Linked DNA regions of Sus scrofa: regions 2 and 3 are each linked to region 1. A link is a contact called in public Hi-C data. All regions are on one chromosome and are shown on one strand. The core of a region is the stretch at or near the end of the contact, and the rest is flanking DNA. Distances in the headings are between cores, read along the strand shown.

The links. Hi-C and Micro-C count contacts between places; a contact is called where the count stands out from the background.
Region 2: a Hi-C map of omental adipose tissue shows a contact between it and region 1, with 2.2 times the contacts expected there. The contact joins the enhancer-like site here to the promoter of MAP2K1 in region 1. A contact is called at or near these places in 9 of 47 Hi-C or Micro-C datasets (alveolar macrophages, embryonic fibroblasts, fetal heart ventricle and 6 more) and 1 of 2 datasets of contacts at active chromatin or transcription factors (alveolar macrophages).
Region 3: a contact with region 1 is called in a Hi-C map of skeletal muscle, with 4 times the contacts expected there. The contact joins the enhancer-like site here to the promoter of MAP2K1 in region 1. A contact is called at or near these places in 10 of 47 Hi-C or Micro-C datasets (alveolar macrophages, brain, embryonic fibroblasts and 7 more) and 1 of 2 datasets of contacts at active chromatin or transcription factors (alveolar macrophages).

Annotation. Positions count from the first base shown.
Region 1 is chr1:164,379,891-164,384,033 of Sscrofa11.1, forward strand. It overlaps MAP2K1 (mitogen-activated protein kinase kinase 1), which reads left to right and starts at 2,002. Exons shown (of 10, transcript NM_001143716.1): 1 at 2,002-2,480. The coding sequence starts at 2,401.
Region 2 is chr1:164,792,743-164,796,885 of Sscrofa11.1, forward strand. All of the region lies in intron 3 of LOC102161686 (a long non-coding RNA gene), which reads left to right. Among named protein-coding and RNA genes, the nearest start is that of SMAD6, 140 kb to the left of the region's middle. Within about 2 kb of position 1,784, at least 5 of the 83 cell types and tissues checked have an H3K27ac peak or open chromatin away from gene starts, as enhancers often do. A contact at or near this core is called in omental adipose tissue, where this site is marked.
Region 3 is chr1:164,653,673-164,657,815 of Sscrofa11.1, forward strand. It overlaps SMAD6 (mothers against decapentaplegic homolog 6), which reads left to right. Exons shown (of 4, transcript XM_003480446.4): 1 at 1-4,143. The coding sequence starts at 3,414. Among named protein-coding and RNA genes, the nearest start is that of SMAD6, 3.1 kb to the left of the region's middle. Within about 2 kb of position 2,444, at least 61 of the 83 cell types and tissues checked have an H3K27ac peak or open chromatin away from gene starts, as enhancers often do. A contact at or near this core is called in alveolar macrophages, embryonic fibroblasts, omental adipose tissue and 2 more, where this site is marked.

The DNA.
Region 1 (4,143 bases), core at 752-3,251:
CACCAGGGAACTCTTTTTTACACTTTTTTTTTTTTTTTGTCTTTTTGCTATTTCTTTGGGCCGCTCCCGCGGCATATGGAGGTTCCGAGGCTAGGGGTGGAATTGGAGCTGTAGCCGCCAGCCTACGCCAGAGCCACAGCAACGCGGGATCCGAGCCGCATCTGCAACCTACACCACAGCTCACGGCAATACCGGACCATTAACCCCCTGAGCAAGGGCAGGGACCGAACCCACAACCTCATCGTTCCTAGTCGGATTCGTTAACCACTGTGCCACGACGGGAACTCCCTTTTTTACACTTTTTGAAGGTTGAAAGTAATTAACAGTAATGTAGTCCAATTTATCATATTTTTCCTTTACGACTTGTGGGGTTTTTTAATGTGTGTGTCTTGTTTAAGAAACCTTTGCTAGGATTTCCCTTGTGCCACAGCGGGTTAAAGATCTGGCATTGTCACTGCAGCTGCTTGGGTCACTGCTGTAGCTCAGGTTCGATCCCTGGCCTGGGAACTGGGAATGGGAACTTCCATATGCCGCAAGCAAAGACAAAGAAAAAAAAGAAAGAAAGAAAGAAAGAAAGAAAGAAAGAAAGAAAGGGCTGTTTCCACTTTTTGGCTGTTATAACTAAGGCTGTTTCCACTTTTTGGCTGTTATAACTAAGGCTGCCATAACGTTTGCATAAACAGTTGTGTACAAATTTTGTATGGATATATATTTTTTCATTTCTCTTGAGCACATAGGAGTGGAACTGCTGGGGCATGCTGTAACTATATTTAACTGTTTGAGGATCTGCCAGACTATTTTTCCAATTATCTGCACTATTTTACATTCTCATCTTTTTTTTTTTTTTTTTATCTTTTAAATGGCTGCACTGGTGGCATATGGAAGTTCTCTGGCCAGGGATTGAATTTGAGCTGCACCTTTAACCTATGAAACAGCTGTGGCAACACTGGATCCTTTAACCCACTGCACCAGGCGGGGGATCAAATCCAGCTTCTTAACCCACTGTGTCACAGAGGGAACTCCTACATTCTCATATTAATCTTAACAATTTTTTAAAATGTTTAAAATTGAATATGCTATATATAATAATAATAACAATAATAAAACTTCAAATAGTCTACAAAATGAAAAGGAAACCTTATTCTCTATATACTGCAAACAGCTGACACGCTTCTCTGAGCCACTAGGTGCAGATGCTTGCATTGTTTTGCACACCTAATGCTTTTAGAACTTTAGGAAAGGCGAAGGGGAAGAGATGGATTCAATGTGTACTTTCAGTCATTTGAATCACCTTTGATCTTAAGCTTTTTATTGATATCTTATTTCCTCAGTTTTATAGAACTGGAAATCTTGGTTGAAAAAGCTTTTTTTGTTTTTAAAACTTTAAAAATATATTCCCAACATGCTCTCAGAAAAGGTTGCCCCAATTTACAGTCTCATCACCACTGAATACCCATCTCCCTGTACCTTCGTTAACAGATTAGTAGTATTACCGTTTTATATGTATCTGTATATCTATTTGCCAGTTTGTTGTGCGCAAGGAGTCTCTAGACAAATTGACTATTTCCGACGCTGCCTCTAGAAACAAAAATCGGGTCTTTTCCTTTATTCATTTTATTACTTCAGCTCTGTCAACGTGACTCGGCCTGGGGTCTATAATCACCGCAGAGCAGGAGACTGTGTCGCTACCAACCAGGTCAAGCTCCCCTCTCTGCTAGCTGTGGGAACCAGGATTCACGACCTCTTTTCTCCATGGGTCCACCTGCGTGCCTCTGGGCAGCAGAGGGCGCGGCTGAACCACCACCGGACCCCTCCCCCAGGTTAACGCGCCGCGCCCCCGTGACGTATTTCCGCGTCATCTGCTGCCGAGGAGTGCTCCTATTGGCTGTCGGCTAGGTAATAGGGGCGGAGCCGAGTGGGTGTGTGGAAAACGCAGCCTCCTGGGTGGGGAGGTGAGGCTTCCCCCTTCCCCGCCCCTCCCCCGCCCTCCAGTCCCTCTCTGGGACGGCTGCGCGGACCCGCTTGGAACGCGGCGGTAGCGGCGGCGCACTTTCCCCGGCTGTAGCTGGACAAGGCTGTAGTGCGCGCGCCGCGGCGCCCCTCGAGCGGGAGGGACCGGTTGACTGCAGTAGAGTCGGAGGGAATCCCGGGCTGCGGAGCTGCGCCGGCGGGGAAGCCCTTCGGTTTGCTGTGCACCAAGAGAGTAAGGCGGGGGGTCTCCCGAGACCGCCACCGGCCCCCTCGGTGCCGACAGGACCGCGCGGAGCGCGCCCCCCGAAGGCAGCCCCGGGCCGGTGGCCCTGACTTGGTCCCGCGCGCCGGGCGCCGGGCAGCTCAGAGGGAGGAAACAAGAGGGGCCGCCCTCCCCGCGGAGTTGGAAGCGCTTTCGCTCGGTCCAAAATGCCCAAGAAGAAGCCGACGCCCATCCAGCTGAACCCGGCCCCCGACGGCTCCGCGGTTAACGGGACCAGCTCGGCGGAGTAAGTCTGGGGGTGCTGAGGTGGCCCGGGCCGGGGCGCAAGAGCGGAGTCGGGTGCGTGCGGCGCGCGGGGCTCCTCTCGAGTCGTCACGTACGTCTCGGGCTGTCGGGCTCGAGGAACTCCCCGCCGCCGAGGTGACTAAGCACTGATTGTGCTCCTGATTCAGACCGGTCAGTGGACCCAAGGAGTGTCGATCTCCCCCCCCCCCCGCCCATCCCCACCCCTTTCCCGACCCTTTCAGTCATCCCTGACTTCTGATCATTTTCCTCTTCTCCCTTAAAGATTAAAAACTGGTTCATTGCCCGCCCGTCCCCAGCTGTTTTCCCCAGATCCTCCGGGATTTTGGCCTGTAACGAGGAGAAGGGAGCAGATGTCTTGGAGTAATTAAGATCACATCTGCGTCTTTGAGACCAGCTCAGTTTGTAGAGTGTGGAGTTGGGACCGGCTAGCAGCCCTCACCTTCTTACCTGACACCTGTGGCCTAGGATTGCCTCGCTGCGGCTACCGCCTGGCCCGGGGGGGGGGGGGGGCGTGTGTACACTGATATTCCCGTGGCTTCTCCCTTGTCGACTTTGGGGGCTCCCATTCCTTGGCCTTCCTGGAAACCCTCTTGTCTCTAAGGGAGCGGCTTTTCTTTTTCTTCTTCTGACCATTCATTCACTCATTCATCAAATCGCTTTTCATTAGTGTCTCCTGGGGTTTTTTATTTGACCATGATCCCTAAATTTCTGACCTGAGGCCTGACACCTTGGCCTTGGAAATCACACATAAGGTGCTCCATTTCTGCAGCTTCCAGTGTTGCCCACAAACCAGCACTTTATTTCATTAGACAGTGATGAAACTGTTTCATTGCTGTTTCCAAGTTCCTACATCTGCTTTTCGTCCTGGGTAAGGGACAGGATTGTATGAGGAAGAAAGACTTGGTGAGCTGGAGAAATACCAGAAAAGATTTAGTTCTTAATCTCTTACCTGCAGACTGAAGACTGAGAAAGCTAACTAATAAAATGAATAGATTAGGCCTGAACCTTCTGCCCTTTGGTGATTTCTGTAACCTTCCTTTGTCTCTCTAGATTTTAATAGCCTGGGGACTTGGTGACTCTTTCTGTCCTTATGATGACCACAGGGCCAGTGGTGGACAGACCTGTGGTGGGAGCTCAACTGCATTCCTCAGACATGTTCTCAACAAACTCCTTTCACTATTGTAGTGTCTGTTTTGCATGATATTAACTTGTACAGGTCTGTGGATTACTTTGCAAACATTCAATTTTAGTGTACAGAGTTTTATCCCCTTAAAATAGTGTGAAAGGCCTCCAGGACAGGGCAGGCCAGGACAAGTTTTTTTTTTGTTTTTTTGGTTTTTTTTTTGGTCTTTTTGCTATTTCTTGGGCCGCTCCCGTGGCATATGGAGTTTCCCAGGCTAGGGGTCGAATCGGAGCTGCAGCCGCCAGCCTATGCCGGAGCCACAGCAACTCGGGATCCGAGCCGCGTCTGCAACCTACACCACAGCTCATGGCAATGCCGGATCATTAACCTACTGAGCAAGGGCAGGGACCGAACCCGCAACCTCATGGTTCCTAGTCGGATTCGTTAACCACTGCGCCACGACGGGAACTCCTTTTTTTTTTTGTTTTTTTGGTTTTTTGGTTTTTTTTTTTTTTTTTAG
Region 2 (4,143 bases), core at 534-3,033, 410 kb after region 1:
CCACTAGGAATTTGCCTCCAGAGTTTAAGCAGCTGTTGAGAGAGAGGAGGCCCCTGACCTTGTGAAATCCATGGCTGGGCAGTTAGTTCCCAGGTCTTAGGACCACCTCTCCTACAGCTTTCTAGTGTTTTCCTCCTCAGGTCTCCTGTCTCCACCCTCCTGTCTGCAGGCACTCCTAGCGTGATGCTCCTCAGAACTTGGTCTTGGGACATAGGTGTGGACTCCCCACTGGAAGCTCCTGCCCAAAGTCGCTCTTTCTGGTCTCTCTCTTTCTCTCTCTCTCTTTTTTTAAATTTGTTTTCTAGGGCTGATCCTGTGGCATATGGAGGTTTCCAGCCTAGGAGTCTAATTGGAGGTGTAGCTGCTGGCTTACGCCACCATCACAGCAATGCTGGATCCGAGCCACGTCTGTGACCTACACCACAGCTCACGGCAACGCCGGATCCCCAACCCGCTGAGCAAGGCCAGGGATCGAACTTGTGTCCTTGTGGATGCTAGTCAGGTTCATTACCCACTGAGCCACAATGGGAACTCCTCTCTTTCTGGTCTCTTGATAACAGGACTGTACAGTGTCTGCAGCTGAGGTTCCCTAGGCCCACACAGATACTCACTCCCCGTGCTCAGGAAATGCAGGTTCCCTGGTGAATGTGAGGGAAGCCCTGGGAAGTCACAGAGTGAGGGCCTGGGACATGGATTCAGACATCACAACCCTAATAAGTTCAGGGAAGCTCTTAGCCTTCAGAAGGCCACCCCCTCCAGGAAGCAGCCTGGCTCTATCTCTAATTTCCTGGGAGACTTTGCATGGGCTCCTTCCCCTCTCTGGGCCTGGTCAGGCAGGGCCTCTATTTTCTCTTTGGCCTTTCACATCTGCTCCCCTATAGTCCCTGGGATGGAGGAGTTGAGGGCAAAGCTGGACTTGGAGAGAGGCTGCTGGGAACATGCTAACTTTGGACCCAGCCACGCACATTGCACCCTGTGATGCAGGCATAATGGCCCCACTTTACAGAAGAGATGACTGAGGTACAGAAAAGTAAAGACACTTGACTAGTATCCCCTAATCTGTAGGCAGCATGACCAGGATGTGGATCCAAGGCCAAATACTCAGCACAGGGGCACAGGTGCTCCCATGGTTTTTGAGGCCCCACCCTGGGCAGGGTCCTCCTCAGAAGGCCCAGTTCCACCAGTGAAGTTCAGATTCCAGCCACTCTGTCACCTCAGAACCTCCAAGCCTGGTGCTCCTCCCAGCCTCCTCACGCTGACACTGGGAGGCTGATACACCTTCCTATTCCGTTCATTTTCATTCACTGAGCCCTCCCGCGGGTGGACTCCAGGAGCATGGATGCACCAACACGTTTCTCATTGAATTCTCACAGCAACTGAGGAAGGTGTTATGCCCATTTTACAGATGTGGAAACTGATGCCCAGAGAGGAGCAGTGGTCCGCCTAAAGTCACACAGCCCCACAGTGATAGAGACAGGATTGAGACCACAGTTCTCTGACCCCAGATGCTCCTTCCCCTGCATGGCAAGGGCTGGTTCAGGACAGTAATGTGTCTAATGACCCCTTGCCATCTGGTTGTCCTGGCTCCAGGCACCCTTTTTTCCCAAATAACTCTTCTTAGTTTCGCCTACGTAATCACCCTTGATCTTTCTAATAATTGTGGGAGGCAGTTACCATGACTGGCTTTTATAGGTGAAGTGCCACACATGCCTCAGGGGAGACTGGATTTTGAAACATCCTGAAACCTCCCCAAGACTGGAATAGCTCCTCTGAGCTGCCCACAGATGCTTATGTGCATCCAGCGCCCCCTACAGCCTTTCAATGACATGGACTCACCCCGCTGGGTCATTTAGAAAGTCTTTTTCTGGCAAGTTTTCCTTCTCCTTTTAAGTCGCTACCTCCCACGGGTTACTGCATCTGGGGCTTTGCTTCACAAGTTTGGACTCACCTTGTCCCTCCTTGCTGCCCATATTCAGCAGTAGTTAAAACATGTTTGCCTCTGTAACTCTGCCTGCGAGAAACTAGGATGTTGCCTGGGCTCCACACCCTGGGGAGGCTGTCAAGCTTGAGAACCACCAAAGTGAGTCTGGGTTTCCACCTAGACTCACTAGAGAACTCTTTGGGGTGAGATTGAGGCAGAATATTAACTCAGGTAGTCAGTGTAGGAGCATGGGCCTCGATGCCCTCTTTGATATGGCCATTGATGAACATGCGTGGCGTAAGGGCTCCAGGGAGTAACATCCCCACCGGCCGTGTTTACTATAGGGAGTGTACCTACACCCAGATGGACATTAATCCCTGATCCCCTGTGACTCCGTTTACCGGATGAAAAGGACAAAGAAACTATGACACTTTTAGACATTTCCACCCCTAGGACCCTATTGGACAAAGACTGATATGGGTAACTGAATAAGGCTAATGGGAGAAGACCGCATCTCTCTGGACTCCACCTTGGTACCCCCCCCCAACTTTAAGGAATTAAAACCCCCTATAGGACAATAGAGAAAGGGGGACTCTTCTCCCCCCTCCCAGTAACCCTGGGAGCCATCTCCTTTTCTTTAATTAAAACTTTGCTTGCTTGCTTGCTGCCTGTGTGTCCGCGGAGTTCATTCTTCAACCCCGTGAACAAGAACCCGGATTCCGGTATCATCTTTCTGGTATCAAGATCTGATTAGACTAATGGTCTTCCAGGGAAAGGACGGAGTCTCCCCCAGGGTCCCCACACATTGGGTTGAGGCCACAGAGCAATGATTCCGGCAGTGAGGGGGAGAGGTGACTCTGGACTCTGCCCACAGGGGTGGCTTTCCCTGCCCGAAGCAGCAGGGTGGGAGCCTGTGTGTCCTGAGGCCCAGGCAGGACCTGGGAAGGGCAGGAAAGAGCTGGTGGGCGGCCAGCCTCAGGCTCTCTCTGCACACACAGGCGGGTCTCAGAAGCCAGAGGAACATGAACTTGGGCCACAGTGAGACTGAACCCTTCCAGAGTGAGCACATGTGGGTGGAAGTGGGGGATGGGGCATTTACCGAGGGGGAGGGGCAGGGGCAGGAGAGGGGAGGAGGAAAAAGGCCAGCTAATGTTAAAGGCCCCGTGGGCCCTGGGACTCCAGCCTGAATGTCCTGCTGCCCCTGGTCACCCCCACTCTGGGCGCCCACGTCTCCCCTCCCAACCTCCATCTCAAGCAGGAGCATTGCCACCCTCTCACCTTCTCCTCTTGCTTGGTTCTCTTCCTTCAACATTTAATTGATCATCTGCCAAGGGCCAGGTTTCTGTTTGTTTGGGGGAGAGTTTATTGAGGTGTAATTTACATACTGTAGATTCACCCCCCCCCCTTTTTTTGGTCTTTTTGGGACCACACCCGTGGCACATGGAGGTTCCCAGGCTAGGGGTAAAATTGGAGCTGCACCTGCTGGCCTACACCACAGCTCACGGCAACGGCAGATCCTTAATCCGCTGAGCAAGGCCAGGGATCGAACCCGTGTCCTCATGAATACGTGTCGGGTTCGTTAACTGTTGCGCCACGACGGGAACTCCCAAATTCACCCCTTTTTGGAGTGTGAGGTTTGACAAATGTTTAGTGGTAAACACCAGCATAATTAAGATTTTGAATATTTCTGTCAGTATTTCCTTCCTGCTCCTTTGTAATCAACACCTCCTCCCTCTCCTAGTGCCTGACAACCTCTGATCCTTTACTGTCTCCATAGCCTTACCTTTCCCAGAATGCCATGTAAAAGCAATCCTACAACAGGTAACTGTTTGAATCTGGCTTCTTTTATTTTATTCAACATAAATGCTGTCAAGGGTCCTTTGTGTTATTCTATGGATTCCTAATTGGTTCCTTTTTTTTTTTTTTTTTTTTTTTTTTAAGTTGCTGAGTGAGTTGTATTTCCATTGTACAGAGAGACACAATGTATTTATTCACCAGCTGATGAACTTGTGGGTTGTTCCCGGTGTTTGGCAATGATTAGTAATACCACTGTAAACATTCATGTGTAGGTTTTTGTGCAAACGTGAATTTTCATTTTTCTGGGGTAGATACCTAGAAGGCGGATTGCTAAGTCATATCTAAGCATATGTTTAACTTTATGGGAATCTGCCAAACTGTTACTCAGAGTAGTTGGCTGTACTATTTTCTTTCCTTTTCTTTTT
Region 3 (4,143 bases), core at 1,194-3,693, 270 kb after region 1:
AAGACTTGAAGGGTAGCCCATCTGCCTGCTGGTCTCCCTTTACCTTTGCTTCACACCCATTTATGCCTCCCCCCAGCCAAAGTGGCTGGGTTTAAATCCAGCCTCTACCACTAACTACAGGCTTGTGCAAGTTACTTAAGGTCTTTGTGCCTCAGTGTCCTTAACTGTAAATTAGTGCTTAACAACCATGCCTACCTCCCAAAGTGTTGTATGGAGTTTGGGGCCTCACTCCACAACAGATTCAGCACGTCCAGTGGACATTTTGAAAAACACTGTCCTGAAGGGTGTGCTCTGGCAACACAGACCCACCCCACTTTCTAGCTGTTGGGGGAGGGTGCACAATGGTTTATACCTCTCTGGTTTTAGCATTTCAGTACTTTCAAGACTATCTTCTTTTCAATGGCAAATTAAGTGAGCAAGTTCCTATTCCTCAGTTTCCTCATTTATAAAATGGAAATAAGAGTATCAGTGTTGTTGTGAGAATGACTAAAATCTTTGTAATGCTTGAAACATGGCCTTGCCCATAGTAAACACAAGTTATTGCAATCCATGGTCAAACCAGCAGATACCCTAATTAAAACAAGCTATTAAAAAACTACATTACATTGAGTTTCTCCTTACATTAATTTCCCCAGGGGCAAGAAGTGATCGAAAAGGGGGTACAAGATCCTTTATTCTTTAGTTGTCCTTTAGGTGTTGCTTACACAGGTGTTTTGTTCACTTGTGAAAATTCACCCTGTTTACTTGCGATTTGTGAACTTAAAATGCACTGTCTTGTAGAATCTTCATGGTTCTGTGAAGAAAGCAGGGCAGGCATCAACAACCCCATTTATCAAACAAGAAACTGAGGTCAAGACAGCTGTTTTCATTAGGCCGAAGTAGAAGGGGATGAGGGTGGGGAAGATTCTAAGTCCTGCCCTCAGTTCTCCAGAGTAACCGCCTCTCCCAGAGGGTGCGGAGCGAACAGTGCCTGGCTCCAGGTGAAGTTCGGCAAAAGGTTCTGAGTCCTTCCTACAAACACCGCCCTTCCCCCAGGGCACACACAACTCGGGCCCACTCGGGGACTCACACCACCGCACGCTCACAAGGCCAGCCCCACACGTGGGAACCCCCGAGGGAGGCGCGCGCGCAGGCGCCCCCTCTGCCCTCGCTGGGGAATGGCGCCCAGCCCCGGGCCAATGAGAGTAGCGGAATTTCTTTCATTCAGAGCAGGGCCGGGCTCTTGCCCGGAAAGGGGCGGGGCGCCAGGCCCGGGGCGGGGCCGACTTGCGCCAGGGAGAGGGCGGTGCCCGCCCCGTGGCCCGGCCAATCGGCGCCGCGCCCGAGGGGGGAGGGGGAACCAGGTCTTTTTTCCCTCCGCTCGGGGCCAATCCCGACTTTACAAGCTTGAACTTTTGCCACCCTCGGACGAGCTAGCGCGCCCGAGGAGGTACCCCGCCGCGCCGGCTCCAGGGGCAAGAGCGGCCTTAACCCTTCCCGCGCCGGGAGGCCTGCTGCTGCGCCCCCACCGGCTCATCCTGGATCGGGGGGGGGGGGGGGAAGCGGTTCCCCCAACCCACCCCCATTCCCATGGTGAAACGTTGTTGGGGAAATCACGAGCCCTACTACCTATATTCCTCTTCGCTGTGCAGAGAATAAACTGGGGAAGGGAAAGGGGTGGAAGAATCACTCAGCCTCGAGGGGGCCCGGGACACTGGAGGCCCGCCTAGCTCTGAGGAAGAGACTTGGCGACTAAGAAGAGCCGAGAGAAGACATCTCCTGCCTCTACCCCACCCTCTCTAACTCCCTGTTCCTGCAAGCCTGGAGCCCCCATGCGGGAGGCGTCCCACGCTCCGCGGTCGGCCCAGCGGAAAACCCCTGACTGCGCAGGGGGTGTGTAAACCGCGTCCTCTCACGGAAGATCCCGCTATTGCACAAATCAGCAGCCCCCTTTGCACCCCAAGAGATGCAAGCCACGAACGCACACACGCACACCCATTTTTATAAGCCTTCTCTGGGCTGGGGGTATGTAACAACTCTAAAGTGCAATGTATAAGTTTGTGCACAAGCCGAGGAAAGGCAAAGCGCCCCGTTTGCATCCAAGTCTCTGTGGGTTCGCCGAGCCCTCGCACCGCCCGCAGTGGTTTGTGTAACCGTGTGTATGTGTGTGTGTGTTGTTCGCTCGCATGCGTGCCCGAGGCGCACGCGAGCCAGAGAGCTGGCCGTGGGCGCTGTCAGGACCGGGGCCGGAGGGGGGCGCGGGGGCGAGCTCGGGGCGGGGGCCAGGGCTCGGCCCGCCCTGGGAGCCGGCCCCTCAGAGCCTCCGGCCCTGCAAAGGGACGTGTTCTCCTTTAAGAGTTAAGAAACTTGAAACCTTGTTTGCGCAACAATCAGCGCCGCGGAGCCGCCAAAGTGTCTAGACTGGCATATGATGGGAGGCAGCCAATGACTCCGCGGCGCTCCTCCGGGGGCCCTCAGTGTGCGTTTGAGGAGAACAAAAAAGAGAGAGAGCCGATCTGGGGAGCGAGCGAGGGAGCCGAGCCGAGAGAAAGAGCCGCCGGGCGCTGCCTCGCCAGACCTCGCTGGGACCGCGGGGCCACCGGGAGGCACTTTTTGTGGAGGGGGGAGGGGGGCGACCTCTGCAGCCGCAACGTCCCGGGCGTCCCAGCGCAGCGTGGGGCGGGCTGCGACCTCTTCCTCGGTGGATTGCATTTTTAATTAAGGATTCCCAGCAGCTCTTTGGGATTTTTACAGTTTCCACTCATGTGTTGACACCCGCGTTCAGGAGAAATTCGCTCCAAGTGCATCTAGCGCCCGGGACCTGAGACGGAGTTGGCCTTTCGTGCATGCAATTCCAGGGATTTTGGTTTTGTTTGGGGTTTCTTTTTCTTTCTTTCCCTCCCCCCCCCCTTTTGCAGGGAGTAAGAAGGAAGCCGAGGGTATCAACAAGCCTGCCTTTCGGATCCTGCAGGAAAAGCCCATGTAGTGAAGCTCTTGGGTTTTAAAAGCAGGGCTTCCCAGACACATTTGGGGGGTTCGGCGCGAGCGCTTTGTGCTCATGGACCAGCCGCGCAACTTTTGAAGGCTTGCCGGCCCATGCGGGGTCCTTCTGGCGGTGCGCCGCCTGCAGTCCCTGTAAAGCGCCGGGGCTGGAGTTGCTGAGCCGCCCCGCCGCCGGGGTCCATGTAGCCGCGGGTCAGGCGCGGACTGCGGCTCGGCGTGCGCGCGTTCCCCGCCGTCCCGCCCCGGCGAGCTCCCTCATGTTGCAGCCCTGCGGCGCCCCTTCGACGACAGGCTGTGCGCGGTCTGCACGGCGCCCGGCGGCAGAGCTTCATGTGGGGCTGCGGCTCGCGCAGCCGGCGCCTCGCTGAGGGAACTGAACCCCGGTAACCGGAGACCGCCTCCCCCCCACCCCTGGCGCCAAAGGATATCGTATGTTCAGGTCCAAACGCTCGGGGCTGGTGCGGCGACTTTGGCGAAGTCGTGTGGTCCCCGACCGGGAGGAAGGCGGCGGCAGCGGCGGCGGCGGCGACGAGGATGGGAGCGAGGGCAGCAGAGCTGAGCCGGCCCCGAGGCCACGAGAAGGCGGAGGCTGCAGCCGCCCCGAAGTCCGCCCGGTAGCCCTGCGGCGGCCCCGGGACGCGGTGGGACAGCGAGGCGCCCAGGGCGCGGGGAGGCGCCGGCGCGCAGGGGGCCCCCCGAGGCCCATGTCGGAGCCGGGGGCCGGAGCTGGGGGCTCCCCGCTGGACGTTTCGGAACCAGGAGGCCGGGGCTGGCTGCCTGAAAGTGACTGCGAGACGGTGACCTGCTGCCTCTTCACGGAGCGGGACGCTGCTGGCGCGCCCCGGGACGCCGGCGACCCCCTGGCCGGGGCGGCCCTGGAGGCGGCGGGCAGCGGGCGGAGTCGTGAAGCCCGCTCGCGGCTGCTGCTTCTCGAGCAGGAACTCAAGACGGTCACGTACTCGCTGCTGAAGCGGCTCAAGGAGCGCTCGCTGGACACGCTGCTGGAGGCGGTGGAGTCCCGCGGCGGCGTGCCGGGCGGCTGCGTGCTGGTGCCGCGCGCAGACCTCCGCCTGGGCGGCCAGCCCGCGCCGCCGCAGCTGCTGCTCGGCCGCCTCTTCCGCTGGCCCGACCTGCAGCACGCCGTGGAGCTCAAGCCCCTGT